Regions from separate parts of the Mus musculus genome. Here regions 1 and 2 are each linked to region 3. Evidence: chromatin contacts called from public ChIA-PET and promoter capture Hi-C data. All regions are on one chromosome and are shown on one strand. The core of a region is the stretch at or near the end of the contact, and the rest is flanking DNA. Distances in the headings are between cores, read along the strand shown. Region 1 holds the start of 1810019D21Rik (RIKEN cDNA 1810019D21 gene). Region 2 has its middle 10 kb from the start of Mir140. Region 3 holds the start of Pdf (peptide deformylase (mitochondrial)).

The links. Promoter capture Hi-C pulls out the DNA fragments that hold promoters and counts their contacts. ChIA-PET counts read pairs in DNA pulled down with a chosen protein or histone mark.
Region 1: a contact with region 3 is called in a promoter capture Hi-C map of hippocampal neurons, with 7 times the contacts expected there. The contact joins the promoter of 1810019D21Rik here to the promoter of Pdf in region 3. A contact is called at or near these places in 7 of 39 promoter capture datasets (the 3T3-L1 cell line, the C10 cell line, hematopoietic stem and progenitor cells and 2 more) and 1 of 115 datasets of contacts at active chromatin or transcription factors (pancreatic cancer cells).
Region 2: a contact with region 3 is called in an RNA polymerase II ChIA-PET map of memory CD8 T cells, with 6 read pairs. The contact joins the enhancer-like site here to the promoter of Pdf in region 3. A contact is called at or near these places in 1 of 39 promoter capture datasets (pre-B cells), 4 of 115 datasets of contacts at active chromatin or transcription factors (the SCID.adh cell line, embryonic stem cells, fetal liver and 1 more) and 1 of 9 other capture datasets (liver).

Annotation. Positions count from the first base shown.
Region 1 is chr8:106,133,201-106,136,723 of GRCm38.p6, forward strand. 1810019D21Rik (RIKEN cDNA 1810019D21 gene) reads left to right here and starts at 2,200. Exons shown (of 4, transcript NR_040346.1): 1 at 2,200-2,421. Esrp2 (epithelial splicing regulatory protein 2) reads right to left here. Exons shown (of 15, transcript NM_176838.2): 1 at 3,370-3,523; 2 at 3,157-3,285; 3 at 1,623-1,736; 4 at 1,410-1,524; 5 at 1,034-1,132; 6 at 760-814; 7 at 579-689; 8 at 373-505; 9 at 251-293; 10 at 1-110.
Region 2 is chr8:107,559,775-107,563,341 of GRCm38.p6, forward strand. No RefSeq gene overlaps it. Among named protein-coding and RNA genes, the nearest start is that of Mir140, 10 kb to the left of the region's middle. Within about 2 kb of position 1,562, at least 126 of the 459 cell types and tissues checked have an H3K27ac peak or open chromatin away from gene starts, as enhancers often do. A contact at or near this core is called in memory CD8 T cells and pre-B cells, where this site is marked.
Region 3 is chr8:107,047,193-107,050,451 of GRCm38.p6, forward strand. Pdf (peptide deformylase (mitochondrial)) reads right to left here and starts at 1,422. Exons shown (of 2, transcript NM_026513.2): 1 at 869-1,422; 2 at 1-79. The coding sequence starts at 1,406. It overlaps Cog8 (component of oligomeric golgi complex 8), which reads right to left. Exons shown (of 5, transcript NM_139229.4): 4 at 2,950-3,118; 5 at 1,517-1,938. The coding sequence ends at 1,616.

The sequences.
Region 1 (3,523 bases), core at 950-3,449, 910 kb before region 3:
CCCCAGGAAGCCTAGAACATCTGTTGGCCCGGCTGAAAAGGGTAGTCCCCGTAGCCTCAGGATCACTTGATCTTCCCGTGATAGGAAACGGGCCACCTCTAGTGATGTGCCTAGGTTGGAAGGACAGGGGTCCCTTGCTGAGTTAATCCTTGTAGCGTGCACCCACAGGGGACCCAAAAGACAGTGAGTGTAGGGAATGGGGTACAGATCAAGACAAAAGGGAACTAGGACCTTCTATGGGCACACTCACCCCCTGCAATCTTTACGAATTCCTCCCCTGTGGCTTTATATACCTGCAGGTAGAGAAACCAGCCCATAGGTCTCAGCCCTTACTCAGTTTTGCCCTGCTCCACTTCTAGCCAAAAGCCCCACCTCAATATAGCGGACACCCATGTGGTGTTTGTGTCTCTGCAGCGCTAGGTCCCGCTGCTCGCTGTCCACGAATCGGATGAGGGCCTCGCCATTTCTGCGGCCCTGGGCGTTGAGACAGAGGGCCACACCACCCCTGTGGAGCCGGGTGTTGTTAGTGCCTCCTGGGTAGGCTTGCCCTCTTACCCCTCCCATCCTGTCACACCCACCTGGCAATGTTGAGCCCTTTGAAGAATCGAGCCACATCCTGGTCTGATGATTGCCAGGGCAACCCACGGGCCCGTACTACAGTCTCATTGTCCACCACATCAGCCTTGCTGCTGTGGGGGGCAGGGCAAAGGATCAGAAATGTCCAAGGATTGTCACCCCCATCCCAGCTCCTACACTCACCAAGGGCCTGTCTCGTATTTCTGCTTTACCACTTCTGGCTTCGAGAACAACTGACCTGAGAGGAGATGGCATGGGGGTCAGCAGGGTCTGGTGGAGGAAGTCTCTCCACCAAGCTCAGCAAAAATAGGACCGGTGAGGGCATTGAGGACGCGGCAGAGGGGTTTCTACCTTGTGTTCTCTTAGAGAAGGTCACAAGTCAGCAAGGGGACTCTGTTGAAGGGATGGGCACTCACCCAGTCCTGACAGTAGCTGGCAAGCAGGGCAAGAATCTTACCATTGGACCCTTCAAGTAGGTGGAGAATAACAGCTACCATAGTCTTCACTTCCCAGACCCCAAAGTCATCTTCGGTAGCATCTGTTTCTAGTCCCAAGTCTATAGGCAGAGAAGTGACAACTGAGGTCCAGGTCTGTACATCCCACGTCACCCCGAAACACCCAGAGAATCCTAGCAAACACTAGTTGTGGCCCAGTTCATACATGTACCTACAGGTCCTCAGACCAAACACAGACATGTCCACATTCCAAATGTATCCCAAAGAATGAGGCTAAAAACATAGACCTGTCTACATTCATACAGCCCATACGGCATCATGCACATGCTTGGACATATTAGTCACCCCTCCACCTTAATTTTGATGGGTCACAGATACCCTGTGCCATGGTGCCCACTGTGAGGTCTCTGGCGGAGCAGGTGCTTGGGTGCTGCATATGGAATTCTCTGCGGAGGTCGTAGAAGGAGAAGAAGGTGTCGGGGAGCACCAGGTTCTGGGAGCACATGGGAGTGGGGGTGAATAGGTAACCTAAGGTGTTTACAACAGGGGCCTTGGGAACCCAACCGTACCCATGTGCCCTCAATGACATACCTTCCTGGAGGCCTCAGGATGCAGAACCTGTCGCAACAGCTGCTGCCCATCAGTGCAGAGCACATAGGGGCCCCCGCCCAGCAGAGCCACATCCCCGCTCACCAGCTGTGAGAACTGGGGACAGGGAGTGGAGACTCAGACATAGACTCACAGCTAGACAGCTGAAACTGGGGGGGAGGGGTAGCAGGAGGGAGGGACTCAGGCTGCAAAGCTGGTTCATCAGGATGTTCAACCCTACCCTGCCTGGGAAGTAAAAGGCCTTGCCCTAAATCCCAGGCTCCTAATCCCCACCCCTAGCCTAGTTCCCTGTCACCTCCTCTAGGCCAAATGAGAGCAGTCGCACATAACCCAAGCCCCCATTAAACACACTCCAGGAGTCTGGAGTCGGGCCAGAGCAAACACCTGGTGGAGTGAGGCAAGCAGGTGGGGAGGGGAGGAGCAAAGCAGGTTAAACCTGTCCTGGACCAGGCACCACCCTCAGACAGGTGGGGGAGGTTCACACCTGCCCGAGGGCCAAAAGGCCCATGGTCAATGGCAGCCCCGCCCCTTGGTCCGACCAACCCAGGAACAGAGCCACCAAGGACAGAGCTTCATACTTGGCCACTCGCAGCAGCCTGAGCTTTGACCCACACCCCATCGACCAACTGGCACAGAACTGTTTGCTCGTAGAGGGGGGTGGGTGGCACTCTGAAGGCTATCCAGCACGATCCGGCCCTTTCCCTTGGCAATTCTGTGACACTTTCCAATCTAAGGCCGACAGAGCAAGGCAACCAGATTTTTTTCTACAGCACCCTCCCAGGTGAGCAGTGGGCCTGGAGCCCTTCTGTAACCTGGCATCTGTAGGTCTTCTCATTAAGAACGAGAGTCAGAAGAGGAAAGGACTTAACACTCATTACAACTCAGTCATGGGGTGAGTGAGCAATGCAAACAGGGAAAACTCACTCCCACTTGGCCAGGGTGCGGGGTGGGTATGGGAGGGGGCATGCGCCTAGGCCTTTGCGCTCATTGGGCAGGTAGCCCCTAGATAATGTTCGGACAGCACCCACTCACCCACGCCTGGCCAGTCAGCTGGGACAGGCAGGCCTAAACCAGCCGGCCTCACCTAGAGGCGTCTGCCCCCGAGGCAGACACCGCCCGACGCCCTCGCTTCAGCGGTTCCCAGGAGAGCAGGCGGCAGAGACCAAGTGATCTACCGCTAAACCTGAGCCCACCTCGACCCTATTTCTGACGTGTCCTCTGCTAGCGGGGGGAGTGGGAGGGAGAGGAAGGGGCCTCGGGGGGATGGATCCCTTAGCCGCTATTGTCAACTTCCTCGGCAGGAGTGGATGTCTGTAAAGGTTGGAAGGTAAGGTGGCTCTGGGAATGGCCTAGCACGCTTCCACGCGGTAGTCGCTCAAAAGTTTCAAACAAGACCTTGTCCTACTGGCCGTGCCACTGGGTCGCGTCGCTCCAGGTCTCCCCTCCTCCCCTCCCCCTCGAAGTAGTGTCCCTGCCACTCCGCAGTTCCACCACCCACGCGGGCCCCCACGCTCACCTGTTGCAGCACTTTGTCCAGGGACTCCGCCCGCGCTAGGCTGTCTGCGCTGAGTCCACTCGCCTCGCGGCATTGTGGACTCAGGGCAGCCGCCTCGGCGCGAACTAGCGACTTGTGCAGCGTCCCCACCTAAAAGCACCGAGGGTAACCCCATGAGCCGCTGTGCCTCAACAGGCTCTGAAGCGTCCCGAGGTCCCCTCTTTCCCACCCTACCTGTCGGCTGCGCGGCTCCACCACTTGCCAAACTAGGAGGATTAAGTCGGTCTCGTCCGAGCCTAGGTCCGGCCCCAGCGCACCGGCAGTGGCCCCGAACAAAACCACCAGCGACTGAGGTTCGGGACAAGGGTCTGTGGCCGAGTCTACTGCG
Region 2 (3,567 bases), core at 312-2,811, 510 kb after region 3:
GCAGTAGTTAAGAGTGTTTATGTCTTGCAGAGGACCCTGGTTAAGTTCTCAGCATCCACATAGTGCTCGACATCTATTACTGAAGTTCCAAGGGATATATGGCCCTCTTTTGATCTCTACAGGCACCACACACACACACACACACGATGCACATACATACATGCAGACAAAACATACTTGTATCAAAAGAGTTTTTTAAAGCCAAACATGCATGAGCTAGACCACCATCGGATGCCTAGATATCAAATGACTCCCACGTTCTGTGTTGATTCCAGGAGACAGAGACTGGCTGCCTTGCAGTTTTACTGACCAGTTCACCTCTGTCAGTTCCAAAGCCTTCTCCCTTTCTCATTCCCCCACCCCCGTCTTATTTTGGGGCGTGAGGACTTAAAAACAGGTCTGTGTTCTAGCTAAGTACACAAAACCTAGCTCTTTGCCCTTCCAAAGGGTTCTTTTCCCACTTGCTGAGGAAACATTATATTTTGATAAAATTATGAGGAACTTTCACCTGATACACAAAAGTTTCATAGTAAAGTTTTTGTTGTTTTGTTTTCTTGAGATAGGATCACACTATATAGCCTGGCTGTCTGGGAACTCACTATGTAGACCAGGGTAGTGCCAAACTCCACAGCATTCTGCCTCTATGGTGCCAAGCTGTTGAGTGACTTCTTTCATTAATGAGATGTGGGTGGCACTTCTCATGTTGGTCACCATGGGTTTCATTCCTTCACTGTCACGTGTCATTCATACCGTGAATGTTCTGTAGCAGACCCATTGCATTCCTGAGGTGAGCTGCGCGCTGATGGTCCAGCCGCTTGCCAGTGTCTGCGTAGCTTTGTCCTATGACCTCAGGCGGGCCCCTAGGAGACACTCCTGGAAGCTAGATTGGTGTGCACAGGAGGGTTTCTTAGGTTTTGAGACAGTTCTTGCCGTGAGGCACAGCTTGGGGCTTGATCCTCTTGCTCTGTCCCAACCACTGGGATAGCAGACACACAAACACACACATACACCCATACCCAAGCACACTTTTGTTTTAAAAATGTAAAATGTTCAAATTCAGACACACAAATGGTCTGTGCCCAAAGGTCCCCAACACTCTTTGGTCCCTCAGCCATTTTGGTCCCAGTCAGTTGCTTTCAGTACTGGAGCTATTCAGACCTGTCACCACACCAGCAACTCCCCATTGTTAGGTCTCAGGCCCTCCAGATGACTTCTGGTGGAGAAATGAAAACCTCTGGGACTTGTGAAATGAGTGTTCCACCCTCAAAGGTTGTCCCTCGCCACAGCTACTCTTCGTACTTAGAACCCTCCCGACGTGTGCTCTCAGTATTTTCTAGTCTCTGCTCTCTGGTGTGCACTCTCTCTCCCTTCCCCTCTCCTCTCCACCTTCCCCACCACCCCACTACCACCACCCCCACCCCACCCCCGTGCCTTCTCTCCTGCTTCCTAACTCTGGCCATGTCCCATCTGCTTTCATTTCTTCCCAGATGCTTTCTAATCGTCTTTAATGGAGAGGTCACGTCAGCAGTTTCTTTACTGTGCCCCACACACACTCGTGACCTCGTCAGGCATGGGCTACAGTGTCTGGTTTCCCTTTCCTGTCTTCCGATTACCCTTACTTACGCTGTGTAGCAGCACGTTATAAATGCTTCCCGTTTCCCCAGTTTGAGCCTTGCTTAGTGCTTTGCACAGTCAGCCTCTGACCGAAAGCATCGAGATCTAGGCTTTAAACTGGGCTTCTATTTTGTGCGGCTTTATTGTTATTTACATCAGAAAAGTGAAGCAAGAATTTGCTGTGCCATTTTGGAAGCCTCGGTTTGATTTCTTTCGGCTTTGTTGTAACTCTCTGTGCATGGGGGTGGGGGGTACATGTGAGTACTAGGCTGCAAGCCCCTGTATGTGCACATGCTGTGGACAGAGCAAGTGTCTCCCGCTGCAGCTCCGCACAGTTGCTGGTTTGAGATGGGCTGTCATGGAGCCAGAAGCTGTTTTAGCAAAGCAGGTTGGCCAGCCGGCCAGCTCCCACATCTGCCTGTCTCTGCCTCTCAATGCTGGGGCGGCAAGTTCTGAGCAGCCATTCAAGCTTTTTGCATGGGTGCTGGACATTCAGGCTCAGGTCCTCAAGCATTCTGACCCACTGAGACACCTCCCCAGCCCTGTTCATTTTTGAGACAAGCGCTCATTCAGGTTAACCCAGGTTAACCCCAAACTTGTTCCGTAGCTGAGGCTGGCTTTGAACAGCTGCTTCTCCTGCCTTCACCTCAAGAGTGATGACGTCAGGAGCACATGCCTTGGCAGGTGTAACAGATTTATAAGATTTTTGTTACATTTTAAACTAATTTATGGGGGGAGGGGGCACCCATGCCCTTGCATAAGTGTGGAGGTCAGAGGACAACTTGCAGGTGGGTTCAGAGAATCAATCAAATCAAAATCAGCCTTGGTGGCAAGCGCCTTTACCTCCTAAGCTGTTTCCCCTGCTCCACTCGCCCTCTTCCGTGCAGGGTCTCAGGGATCCCAGGCTGGCCTTGAACTTGCTAGCGAGCCGAGAATGACCTTGACCTTTGTTTTTCCCTCCCTCGGCTTCCAAGTGCTGGGCTTGCACAACAGAGGCTGGGGGCTGAGCTCTGGGCTTTGTGAATAATAGGCAAGCACACGCAATATCAACGGAGCTACATCCTCAGCTCCCATTCCAATGTCTTCATTGTAGCAACCAAGTGACACAAGCAAACCACAAAAAGAAAAACACGAAGGTTCCATTTATATGAAGTGGCCAGAACTGCAGATAAAAAGTAAATAGTAATTGCCAAGAGTGGGGGAAGGGGGTTGCTGTCTACTGGATATAAATTTCAGGGTGTTTTTATTGTTTGTTTAGTTTGGGTTGTTTTTTCTCTTGTTACTGAGGTTTTTTGTTTTTTGTTTTTTTTTTTTTAGACTTTAAACATGAGCACATTGTCTCATTACTTTCTCTCCCACTCCTGTGATCCCGCCTCAAGTCCATTCTTTATTGTCACATACACAGTATGTGTGTGCACTCAGGGTACTGTGGCAGAAGGACTGGGGCTTACCGTTAGTCTAGCCTATATAGTCCAATGTTGCATGGGCCATATAGCAGGTGTCTGTCTCAAAATGTCAACAATAAAAAGAACAGGTGTGCTTGGGTGCACCTGTAATTCCTTCCGCTGTTAAAAGCATCTTCAGCTACATAACTGATTTAAAGGCTAGCCTGGGCTACACGAGACCTGCCTCAACAAACCAGCAACAGCAAAAACCGGGAAATGCTTTGTTTTTGCATTCCCCGATAACATTGTCCTCATTGTCAGACTTGAGAAATCCCTACCACCTGTCGCTGCTTACCCTGGAATGTCTTTCAAACACCTTTCTATACATTTGTGCTACTTAGGGGTAGAGCTCAGGTCTACAGACGTGGCAGATAAAGGCTGGTTTTTATCAACTTGACGTGAGCTTAGACACAGTAGGGAAAACACCTCCATAGATAAGATTGGGTAAGTCTGTGGGGCATCTTCTTGTCTAATGACGAATGTGGGACGGTCCAGCCCATCGTAGGCA
Region 3 (3,259 bases), core at 172-2,671:
TGATCCATCTCATGCTGGATGATTCGAGCTGTCCAACCACTTGCCGACCACACCACTGGCTCTCCTTTTGGGTCCAGTCCTGCAAAGGAAGTTACAGGCTCGATGAGGTGAGGCTTTGCTGAACTCATGCCCAACCTCCTGTCCCTACTTTGTTTCCTGCCCTGGCCATGCCTATTTATATCCTATCTACAGAGGCAGCATCCAAGAGTGAATGTGGATAACAGCTCTTATCCCTCCTAGAAAGGGTACCCCAATTTTGTCCAGTGCCGACTTTTTACTCAGCGTGATTCCCAGCACTACTACAGGGCAAGGATAAGAAATCAAAACTCTTTTCAAGGGCTGTTTATCAAAGGTATTTCATGCCAGGCATGGTGGCACACACCTTTTAATCCCAGCACTCAGGAGGTAGAGGCAGGCGGATTTCTGAGTTCGAGGTCTACAAAGTGAGTTCCAGGACAGCCAGGGCTATACAGAGAAACCCTGTCTCGACCCCCCCCCCCCAAAAGAAAGGTATTTCAGCTTGGCACTGTAGCAAATAACCATATTACATAAAACAATGTGAATGTGAAGCATGGAATGGTTTGTTGCCCTAGTCTGGGTAAATCTGGGTCCCACTTTCTTACACAAGCCCCACCACGATAAACTGGGAAAATCGTGTGTGCAATACAGACACACTTACATGGGAATCTATATACCTACTCATGAGAAAGGGGAAAGACAGGCTCCATATCTAAGGAATCACCCTGCAACCCATCTAGGCGGGCCTGACCTGCTCTTCAGGAGTTCAGTTGGCTCCCGAGTGCCGCTGTGTCTGCACTGTCTCTAGCCAGAGAGAGCAAGACCACCCCGCTGCCCACGTCCCCTGCACCTGAGATCTGCACGGCTTGGAAGCGAGGCACACACGCCAGAAAGCCGGCGACACTCTCGCAGCCCTCGGGGAAGGTGACCAAGCGGCTGTCCAACACTCTCAGACTGGGGTTCACCAGCACCCGAAGTGGGAAGGGTTCCATCTGACGCAGTTCGCGCAGGCGCGGTGAGAAGGCTCGGAGGAGCTTGTCCGGGAACTCGAGCGCCAACACTTGCAGCGGCACCCCGAGCTGCGGCGCACTAAGGCCCACACAGCCACGCCGTCGCATTACCTGCACCATCCGCCCCACCAGCCGCTGCAGCTCCGGCCCCGCTAGCTGCTCGGGTTCCACCGGGGCCGCCACGACGCGCAGCACCGGGTCCCCGACCTGGCACACGTGCGCGTATGGCGGCTGCGGCGCGCCACATACAAGGCGCCTGAGGTACCGCCAGTAGGAGCGCGTGCGCGCCGGGCCCTCCAAGGCGGCCAAGGAGCTGCACCTCTGCGCCCGGCTCCCCGGAACCCACGCCGGCCGCGGCAGCCTGCCCAGCAGCAACATGGCGCGGGGAGACGCCGCGGCCCTTCCTTCCGCTAGCGCCAAAGACGCCGGGAAGCGTAGTTCCCGTGTAACTTCCGGACGCCCATCGTCGGGAACAGCAGGCGAGTGGCGACAGTTGTCGGTTTTATTAAAGCTGCAAATACCACAGGGCCCGCGCTATCCTGGGCAAAGCAACTGCACACACCTTCCCGCTGCAGAAGCGCGTACCCTCAGGGCTGCTCCCCAGGCTGCGGGCAGGGGACACTGCCTATGGCTCCTCCCTCACTCGGTGGCTCGGCTGGCAGCGGCTCCCCCTCCATGGGCTCCTGAGGCAGCGGCTCCCCTGGTTCCCTCTTCTCTGTTACAGGCTCCATGCTCCGCTGCTCCGCAGGGAGCTCTGGAGCTGGGGCCACGAGGTCCGGCCCCAGCTCCTGCTCATCTAAACAGAAAACTGTTTCTCTCTTAGGCAAAATAAAGGCGAGAGGTTCCTGGATGGCGCTGATGTTCACGTGTCCAAGGTTTCCGTGCTTAGAGAGCTGGGTGGGTGAAATGCCTGACCCAGATGGTAGGGAAAAAGAAATGAAAAAGAAAAAAAAAGTTATTAAATTCAATGCAGAGATCTCAGGGATGGTGTGGGGCAGGGGAGGGGACACTCAGAGAAAAGATTTAACACAATTACATATTTCAATACAACAAGAACATCTTTTTGGGTTTTTTGTTTTTTTGAGACCTGGCTATGCTGGAACTCTATAGACCAGGCTGGTCTCTTATCTCACAGAGATCGTCCTGCCTCTGCCTCCCAAATGCTGGTATTAAAGTTGTGCCAGGCTAAGGGCATCTCTGTAATACAAAAGGACAGTTAGTTATATTGGAGCCCCATTGTAAGGGTGGATGGAGCCTGAGCCAGGAGACACTCAGTAAATACTGGAGTCCAGGCACAGATCCCAGCTATTTGGGAGGCAGAGGCAGGAGGATCTCTGAGTTCAAGGCCAGTTGGGTATACCAAGTTAGTTCCAGGGTAGCCAGTGCTATATACTGAGATCCTGTCTAGTGTCAAACCAAAAACAAGGGCTACAGACATGGCTCAGTGGTTAAGTACTCTTCCAGAGGTCCTGAGTTCAATCCCCAACAACGTGGCTCACAACCATCTGTAATGGGATCTGACGCCCTCTTCTGACATACACGCAGGTGTGCATTCAGATAGAGCACTCACATAAAATCTTTAAAAAGACAAAACGAAAACAACAATGATAAAAGCCAGGCTGTGGTGAAGAACACCTTTAATCCCAGCACTCAGGAGATTTACAGAGTTCCAGGACAGCCAGAGTTTCACAGAGGAACCCCTGAAGAGAAATCCCATATCAAAAAACCAACCAAACAAACAAACAAATTTTTTAAAAAATCTTTCCTTTTATCCTAGCTCTTGGGAGGCAGAGGCAGGCAGATTTCTGAGTTCAAGGCCAGCCTGGTCTACAAAGTGAGTTCCAGGACAGCCAGGGCTACACAGAGAAACCCTGTCTCAAAAAAAAAACAAAAAAAAAAACACAACTTTCCTTTTTCTTACCTAAAGTCTGGGCTATCTGAGCTGGTGGGAAAAGGACTTGAAGACAGCGGTTCAAATAAGGAACAAGGTCTTCCAGGAAGGCAGTGCAGAACTGGACAAAGATCTCATGCTCCCCACTGCTGAACACAGCCTCTTCGGCTCGATGGAATGCCAGAATTGTTTTGGTTACCTACAGGACAATGTCAAAATCAACCACAGAGGCAGTCTACGCTGCTGACTATGTGGACAAGCACAAACTTGCAGCATAGAGAAAGTTCATTCACAACAGGGGTGGCAGGGGCTCCTTTAAGCCCAGTGCTTAGGGGCAGAG